Linked DNA regions of Rattus norvegicus: regions 2 and 3 are each linked to region 1. Evidence: chromatin contacts called from public Hi-C data. All regions are on one chromosome and are shown on one strand. Each heading gives the region's core, a stretch centred on a gene start, on an enhancer-like site or on the middle of the called end of the contact. The rest is flanking DNA. Distances are from core to core; before and after follow the strand shown. Region 1 holds the start of Zfp112 (zinc finger protein 112). Region 2 has its middle 9.6 kb from the start of Zfp61. Region 3 holds the start of Zfp108 (zinc finger protein 108).

Region 1 (2,740 bases), core at 92-2,591:
CTGAACTGGGCTCTGTCTAGAGCAGCATCAGGCTGAAGGCAGAAGGCAGATCTCAGAACCTGGTCAGATAAGAGAACAGCAAAGGTTCTCCACACTCTGGCTTTGTTGAAGACTTGAATGTCTGGGAGACAATAGACTCTTTATTGCCCATCCCCCTAACTTATAGATACAACCAGTGTTAGAAAGAAGTATTTATGTTGGGCTGGTTTGCTTGGTTTTGGTTATTTTTTTGATTCAGAATCTCCTTGTAGCCATGGGTGGTCTGGAACTCACCATATAGACCAGGTTGGATTTGAACTCAAAAGGCCTGCCTGCCTCAGCTTTCCAAGTGCTGGGCTTAAAGGTGTGTGTTACAACACCGACTTAAGTGTATGGATTTCAGTGGGCACTTGAAGGAGCCATGCTGGTGTAAATTAATATGAAGCCAAAATGGTTACAAGTTAGACCCCTGGAGCTTTCATGGTTCGGTTGAACAATGGAAATTCTTTAGTAAACTCGGAAAATATGTGGCAGTGGAATTGATGAACGTTTAAAGACTTTTTGAAGGATTTGAGTGGGGTGTGTGCCCATGTGCGTCTGTTTTGGCCTACTTGGCCTTGTTGAATAGATGAGTAGCCCATATGTCTTACCACAGTTACTGGGTGGTGGTTGATGGCTCTCAAGTGTTATACTGTAAAATAGATTATTAAACAAATGGTTGAGTAATTTCTATCGTCTGCTAAATAGCTTCGTTTCGGACTGGTGAGATGGCTCAGCATGGGGGTGACTGGGTGGGGGTTAGATATGTTGAGTTTGCCCTAGTGTCATTTTTGGAAAGCTTTTCTTTTACAAGATTACAAAGAGGGTGGAGGTTGGGAAGCTGACGGTGACTAGTGATCAGTAGAATTAATTCAGTCGGAGAATCCTCAAATTGAGGACTATGCAAATGATTTCTAAGGGAAGTCCACTGAGCCCTGCAGATCCCAGGAACTGTAGCCTAGAAGGCCCACGCAGTCCCTGACGCGATCTAGAAAAGCGCCGTTTAACAATCTTCCACAGAGAGCAGGGAAAGCTTCGTGGTTTGGAAGATTTTTGGCTTCGGGTACGCTAAAGACGCTGTTCTGGACTTTCAAAGTTTGAGATCCAATCCAGTTTCCTTACTCCATGGCACTTCCGCTCTGGGAAGGCGGAGGGACTCTGAGAATTCTGGGAAATGTAGTTCATGACCCTGCCATACCCGGGAAAATAGGATAACTTCCGCTGCAGGAGGTTGAGAGGCCACCCTATTCCGGTTGGGGGATGTGGGAACTGTAGTTTGTGTAAGAATAACTTTCTCAGCAGGAGATTATGTCCTCCTTTCTCCCTTCGGAAATTCTGGGAAGTGTAGTCCGGGCTGCTAATGAGGGAAGAGTCACTTCCGCCCCAGGTGTGCGAGGCCTTGTCCTGTTCCTTTCAGAAAGGTGAGCCCTCCCCTTTACTGACCCCTCCCGAGTCTGTGCGATCCGTTTCAGGTTTCCATGTGCGATAGCCACTAAGTGTGTATCCTGGGTAAGGAAATCTGCCTCTGAAAGGCAGAAGGCGACCTTTGAAAGAGCCTGCCCAAGCGTGCTGCGATTGCACAAACTGACTGAGGTTTAGCCAGGGGCTGTCAGTCACCTGGATGGAGGATCTGCTGGGTGTTGTGCACCCCCAGCCGCCTTCCTAGCCCCAGTCAGCGATGCCATCTCCCAGCAGTGGAGTTCAGATTCTCCATCTCTGCCTCCGTTTCTTCCTTCACTCCTTGGTACCTAGCTAAGAGTGATCTAGAGTTTCCTGCAAGGCTCAAAACAGCTGACGCGTGGTAGATGGGACATTTGCAATCAGTACTCTCCAAATTCCAGAGAAGCTGGAAGCTTTAGTGTTGCTCTCAGAGCTCCTGCTGTAGGGTCTCTTGACGCAGCCTGTCCCCATTATCAAAACCCTTAATGACATTTTTGTCGTTGAGACAATCGTTTCCAGCTGTTGTGTGCAATGTCCACTGTGCCTTATGGGGGCGGGGAGGGGGGGTTTGCTGAAGTTCGATTTCTCCCAGAATCTTGTCTTCTTAATCCTTTATTTGAAAAGTGCTGCAGGGAAAAGGGGTAGCACAGAACGTGGTGGTGGTGCAGTAGTTTGAATGAGAAGCATCCCTGTAGTGTCTGGCCTTCGGATGCTAGGTCCACAGTTTAGAGGGCGGGGTGCTGTTTCTGGAGGTGGTGCGGCCTTGCTGGAGGAAGTACGTCATGGGGGCGGGGTCAGGCCCCTAGACGTTTACTTGCTCTGCTCTGTGCTTCAGGTGGCCTGTGGTATCTTTCAGTTTCTGTATCCTGTTGACGAGCCTGCCACCTGCCATGCTGTCCCTACCATTAAGGAACTGAAAGCCAAAATAAATGCATTCTCCCACAAGATGCCTTATTCATGGTTTTTTATCACAGCAACAGAAAAGTAACTAGTACACACATGGATAGAGCTTAGCATCCTTCTGTCAATCCTTCCTACCTCCTCTTCTGAGGAGTGAGGTTCCCTTTACTCATTGGCAGAACCAGTTATGAATAAGTTCTGGACGGGATGAAGAAATGCTTGGACATAAACAGTAAGGATGCCATTTAATACTAAATGCTGAAAGGGTTTTATACAAATTAATAAATATAACTCTTATAAGAGCTTTATTGGAGTGCAGTCATCATTATTTAATTTACTTATTTTTATCACATCTATTTAAGGAAAAAGTAAAATTTGTTTT
Region 2 (2,740 bases), core at 180-2,679, 170 kb after region 1:
TTGGGAACTGTCATTGTACTTGAACTCAAATAATTCCCATATGCATACATATTAACAAGCAGACTGACCACATAAAAAAAATTCAAAAATTCCAACTGTAGTCTAATGGCACAAGATACTGTGAAATGTGGTGTGGAGACCCTCAGTTGTAATCCTAGCACTTGGGAGGTATAGGCAGAGAGATTGGGAGTAAGAAGTCATCTTTGCACAGTAAGTTTGAGGCCACCCTGGGCTATATTAGACCCTGTACCATTAAAAATGAAGGAGGAGGAGGAGAAGGAGGAGGAGGAGAAGGAGAAGGCAGAGGAGGAGGAGAAGGAGGAGGAGGAGAAGGAGAAGGCAGAGAAGGAGGAGGAGGAGGAGGATGGGGAAGAGGGGGAGGAGGAGGAGGTGGAGAGATGCCTCAAGCCATTAAGAGCACTTGCAGAGCTTCCAGAGGAGCTAGTTCAGCTCTCAGCACCCATGTCAGATGACCCTCAACCTCCTGGAACCCATGCTCCAGGGGATCTGATGACTTAAACTGGCCTCCTCAGGCACTCCACACACAAGTGCACGTTGCCTCCCTTTCCCTCTCTCTTGCACACGTGAACATTCCACTAAACACACTCTCTCTCTCTCTCTGTCTCTGTCTCTCTCTCTCTCTCTCACACACACACACAAACAAACACACACACACACACACACTAAAAAAAAAGATTTTTTTTAAAAGCAGATAAAATGATATCATGTTTCTGGTGGCTAATTTCCGGGATCAAGGGGCTGCAGTGATATGAAGGAACACCCCAACAAGAAAGCACCTTTGAATGCAGTACCTGGGGCTTCATCCCTCCTTCCTGCTGATTTGGGAACACTGAAAGCAAGAATGAGGGCAGACTGTTTCCTGAGGGATGTGAGGGAAAGGGCCCAGCATTCTCCTAGAGCCGGGGCTGGCTTCCAGGAAGGAAAAAGACGCCTGAGAATAGGATCGGCCCACAGCAGAAGGCGTCCAGTTATGCTGTCACCATCACCCGTTGCTTTTTTTTTTTTTTTTTTTTTTTTTTTTTTTTTGGTTCTTTTTTTCGGAGCTGGGGACCGAACCCAGGGCCTTGTGCTTCCTAGGTAAGCGCTCTACCACTGAGCTAAATCCCCACCCGTTGCTTTTTAACTGAGGACCATCCCAGCTACTGCCAACTTCCGACTGAGGAAACCGGAGCTGAAGTTTAGGGGTTGTGAACCTCCGGTCTTAGAGGTCCTGTGCCCTCACGTCCTGTCTCTGGGAGCGACCGTCTGACAGGATAAAAAGACTGAAAGGGACTCAGGCAGATGTGGGGTGGACTCAACTCCCTGATCCGAAAGAGGATGGCAGCTTAGTTCTTCAGAGGGCGGGAGCAGCTTAGCTTGCTCTAGCTCCTGAACTACACTTCCCAGAAGCCATCGGGAGCGCCCGCCCTCCGGATAGTCTTGGAATACACTTCCCAGAATTCTCACTACTGGAAGAACCAAATCCTGACCCATAGATGGGGGGGGGGGGGGGGGGGGGGGGAGGGGCAGTCTGTGAGCTTCCGAACTACAACTTCCAGAAGCGCCTTCTTCTTCCGGCCACTCCATCCAGTTCACAAAATGAGTCCGTGCGTCCTTAGGTTGTTAATTCCTGGAGTGTTAAGTTCCTTTTATTGCTTTTGGGGTTACTAGGGGGAAAATACCAGACAGAAAGAACCTGAAAGTTTTCTTCGGCCCAGTTTTAAAGGGATTTCAGTACATCATAGCTGGAAAGGCCTGGTGGCTCTGGCTTGGGAGTAAAGAAATTCAGTTTCACATCTGGTGGCTGGTCCAAAAAGCAGAGAAGGCATGACAGAACCAAAAGCAAAGGTCTGTCCCTCGAGGCCCCATTTCCAAAGTTTTAGTAACTCGATCGAGGGTCAAGTCTTCAAATCTCGGGGGCTTGGGGGCATTTCCCATCTAGCCCATACAATGCCAAAGAATCCATGGTGTGGAGTATTATCTTGTTACTGCCAGACTTACAAAACCCGTTTTCAGCCGATATGGTCAGAAAGGATAATTGATTCTACAAAACACGAGACAAAAACCCAAGAAGATAGGACCCAGTGGACAACGAAGGTTGGGGCAAAGGACAGATATTCATCATAAAAAGACAATACCATGTTGATACTGCAGATGACAGTAACGAGTGGCTTTCTGTTTTGTCTATTCTGGGGACTGGACCCAGGATCTGTGCGTGATAAACTATTCTAACACTGTGCTACATCCCCAGGTTGAAAGTGAGTTTTTATATTTCGGTTGCTTCTGAGTTCTTACTAAGGCTATTGTGGTTCCTGTAACAGGAACTTACAGCTCAACAGTTTCAAAAGTACATGCCCGCGTTTTAGTAACAAATACTATCTTTTAAGTGCTTGGTACTAGGATTATGTCAGTTCAGCAGTGCCTTTCCTTTATAAAGAACTTCCAAAAAGCCCCGATGAGGCACCCTTCCCACAGTTCTCCTTGTGACACTTGAAAAAGGTCACGGTTGCAACTACAGTTTCCTTGAAATTAATGGTGCCCGGAAACACTGCAATACGAGGACCAGAAACACTGACCTTAACGAGATAATCTTTCTTTTGAAAAATGATTAAAAGAATTCACGGAGCATGCCGGTGAGATGCTCAGTGGGTAAAGGTGCTGCCACCAAGCCTGACAGCCTCAGTTTGATCCCTGGCTCCTCATAAGGTAGAAAGAGGGAACTGCCTCCCAAAAGGTACCC
Region 3 (2,740 bases), core at 129-2,628, 140 kb after region 1:
TCAGTCAGCGTCCCGTATTTATCGGCCTAGTAAGGTGAACTGAAATGTGTGCAATTGGAATTATGGGCCCAGAATTCCACAGCCAACAGGGTTTTGTTGTTTTTGTTTTTATTGTGTGTGTTTGTTTTTACTGTAACCAATATTCCAAATGTTTTTACAAAGTATTTGGTGTTGATGAAAGGTTTTTACTAAACTTGGGTTGTCAAGGTCTTCCTTCTCCTTTTTTCCTTCTAGTTTTAGGTCAGACTGTCCTCCAGGACTAAGATCGATCTGAGACTCTGCATTGCAGTTCAGACTGATTTGTGCTGCTCCCACAGATTCTCCAAGGCTGTGTCTCAGATGAAGAACAGAGTTATTTCTTACAGCTCAGGGCTCTGAAGGTCAAGCAAAGGTTAAGCCCCCACTGGAGGATTCTGGGCAGGTTGTGGTTTGAGTGAGAACACCCCCATAGGCTCATATGTTAACATGCTTAGTCACCAGGAGTAGAACTCTTTGAAAGAATTTGAAGGATAAGGAGATATGGCCTTGTTGGGGAAAGTATGTCACTGGGGCTGGCTTTGAGATTTTAAGTGCACATGCCAGGCCCCGTGTCTCTTTCTTTGTCTCTCAAGTATGGATGGATGTAACTCTCAGCTACAATGCCTGCTCCCGCCATGATGATGTACTAAACTTCTGAAACTGTAAGCAAACCCCTAATTAAACGTTTCCTTTTATAAGATTTGTCTTGGTCATAGTGTCTCTTCACAACAATAGAACAGTGACTCAGATAGCCTATTTTCTACCACCAGGTCACACCCCCAGCTCCTAAGGGATTCTGGGCAGGTGCTCTACAATTGAGCCAGTTCCCCACCCATCACAGGGGGATTCTAGGCCGGGACTCTGACTTGGCTCCTGTATTAGGTAAGTGCAGCTGTGCAGTTTACTTGTTAGCTTTTATAATGCAATGTAAAATTCATTACAATTTTACATTGGGTCTTCAATGGGTTTTTGTTTTGTTTTGTTAAATATCCACAGCCAGTCCTGATGGGCCTCGGCTTGAATCCCACCTCGGGGGAGGCAGAGGCAAGCTCATCTGTCAGTTTGAGGCCAGCCTGGACTACAGAAGGAGTTCCAGGACAGCCAGGGCTACACAGAGAAACCCTGTCTCAGAAAAACAAAACAATAAAAAAAAACAAAAAAAAACAAAGAAGTATCCATAGTTGTCTTTCATGGAATTTCAGAAATGAAAAAACCAAGTTCCCAAAGGTGAGCCTTAAAAAGGTTCACCGAGGCTTTGCCATTCTGGGAAATGTAGTCCTTGGATGGTGCAGCCGCTGAGGAATTCTGGGAATTGTAGTTTTGACGCCAGCGGCGGTCACAATCGTTTCCGCTCCCGGGGTGCGAAGCGACATGTGAGTGCTTCCTGTGAGGTGAAAACCTGGAGAGTCTTCTGGCTCTTCCTGTGCGCCTGTGCTCCTGATGTATCCTCTCAGTGACCGCGTCTGCAGCCCGAGGAGAAGTGAGGCATTCAAGTCCTCTCTAGCTGGGCTCTGCCTGAGGCGAGGCTGCCCTACACTGACCCACCTCAGCAGCTTGCAGAGGTCCCAGGAGAGTCTAGTTTCTCTGGGGAGCCTTGAGAAGGAGCTGTGATGAGAGATGGTCAGTGTCCTGAATCGTTAAGTGGTATGCAATTCTACTTTTTATGTGATTTTCTCCATTTGTTTATTAAAATAAACAAGTAATATTTTTATTTTCTTAAATTTATTAAATAACTTTGTTTAATAATTGCAAATGAATAAATAAATAAAGGAAGAGGTCAAAAGACAACTTGTTGGAGTCAGGTCTCTCGTTCCTCCCAGTGGTGCCCAGAGACTCAAACTCAGCATTTTAGACTCACTGGCAGTTTCCTTTACCGCTGAGCCATCTCATAGGCCCAAACTCCCCTTTCCTTAGTGAGGGTTTAGGTTTTTTTTTTTTTTTTTAAATTGATCATTTTCTTCATGCCTGTGGGAAAAGAGACCTTGTGAAGACTCTTGCAAATGAACAACATTTGCTAGTAATTAAGTCTATTAGAGAAAGACACAGAAGAGGACAATATCACTCCCATGTATGGAAACGATAATATGTAAGATAGCCGTCACATTGACAGACCCTTCTCAGAGTCATGACACAGCAATCATCAGAGTTCGGGGCTTCTTAAACATTTGTTTTTCTGGGAAACCCATCACCACAGGCAGCCTTGTGAAGGTAGGAGCACCCAGCACCCCTGAAGCTCCTGGAAATAGAGAATGTGGCTTTCCTAACCCTTTGCTGTGAGTGAGGTGAGGCACCCATGGTCCGGTACCCCGGAGCCTTACACTAGCGATCAGCAGGAAGTAGGTAGGAAAGCCTGCTCAGCCGCACAGCACTTGGGGCTGATGGAGAAGCTGAGGAAGCCATGTGGACCGACTGTCCTAGCAATGTGCTCACGAAGCCCTTCCTCCCCCAGCTTGCTTCCCAGAGCCCTGCCTTGTCTCAAAGAGAAGAGAACGATGACCAAGTTACAGGTAGGTCGGGCTGCTTCCCTGTTCCCCACACGGCTAGGATTGGGAACAGGACCCCTGCATGTTGGGCCAGTGCTCTGCAGCCGAGCCTCTCTGAACTGCATGGAGTAAGAGGGGAATTGGTGAGAAGAGAGGTCTGGAGGAGGAGGGATGAGAGAGGACAGTGGGGACATGTGCTCAAAGTGCACTGTGCACAGGAAAGTGTTAAAAGGAAGAAT

The links. A called contact is a pair of places that touch in the nucleus more often than the background predicts.
Region 2: a Hi-C map of kidney shows a contact between it and region 1, with 2.3 times the contacts expected there. The contact joins the enhancer-like site here to the promoter of Zfp112 in region 1. A contact is called at or near these places in 2 of 12 Hi-C or Micro-C datasets (Schwann cells and kidney).
Region 3: a Hi-C map of prefrontal cortex shows a contact between it and region 1, with 5 times the contacts expected there. The contact joins the promoter of Zfp108 here to the promoter of Zfp112 in region 1. A contact is called at or near these places in 3 of 12 Hi-C or Micro-C datasets (kidney, liver and prefrontal cortex).

The regions. Positions count from the first base shown.
Region 1 is chr1:88,803,492-88,806,231 of GRCr8, forward strand. It overlaps Zfp112 (zinc finger protein 112), which reads left to right and starts at 1,342. Exons shown (of 4, transcript NM_001107487.1): 1 at 1,342-1,439.
Region 2 is chr1:88,974,687-88,977,426 of GRCr8, forward strand. No RefSeq gene overlaps it. Among named protein-coding and RNA genes, the nearest start is that of Zfp61, 9.6 kb to the right of the region's middle. Within about 2 kb of position 1,430, at least 84 of the 93 cell types and tissues checked have an H3K27ac peak or open chromatin away from gene starts, as enhancers often do. A contact at or near this core is called in Schwann cells and kidney, where this site is marked.
Region 3 is chr1:88,946,987-88,949,726 of GRCr8, forward strand. It overlaps Zfp108 (zinc finger protein 108), which reads left to right and starts at 1,379. Exons shown (of 3, transcript XM_063277602.1): 1 at 1,379-1,638. The coding sequence starts at 1,636.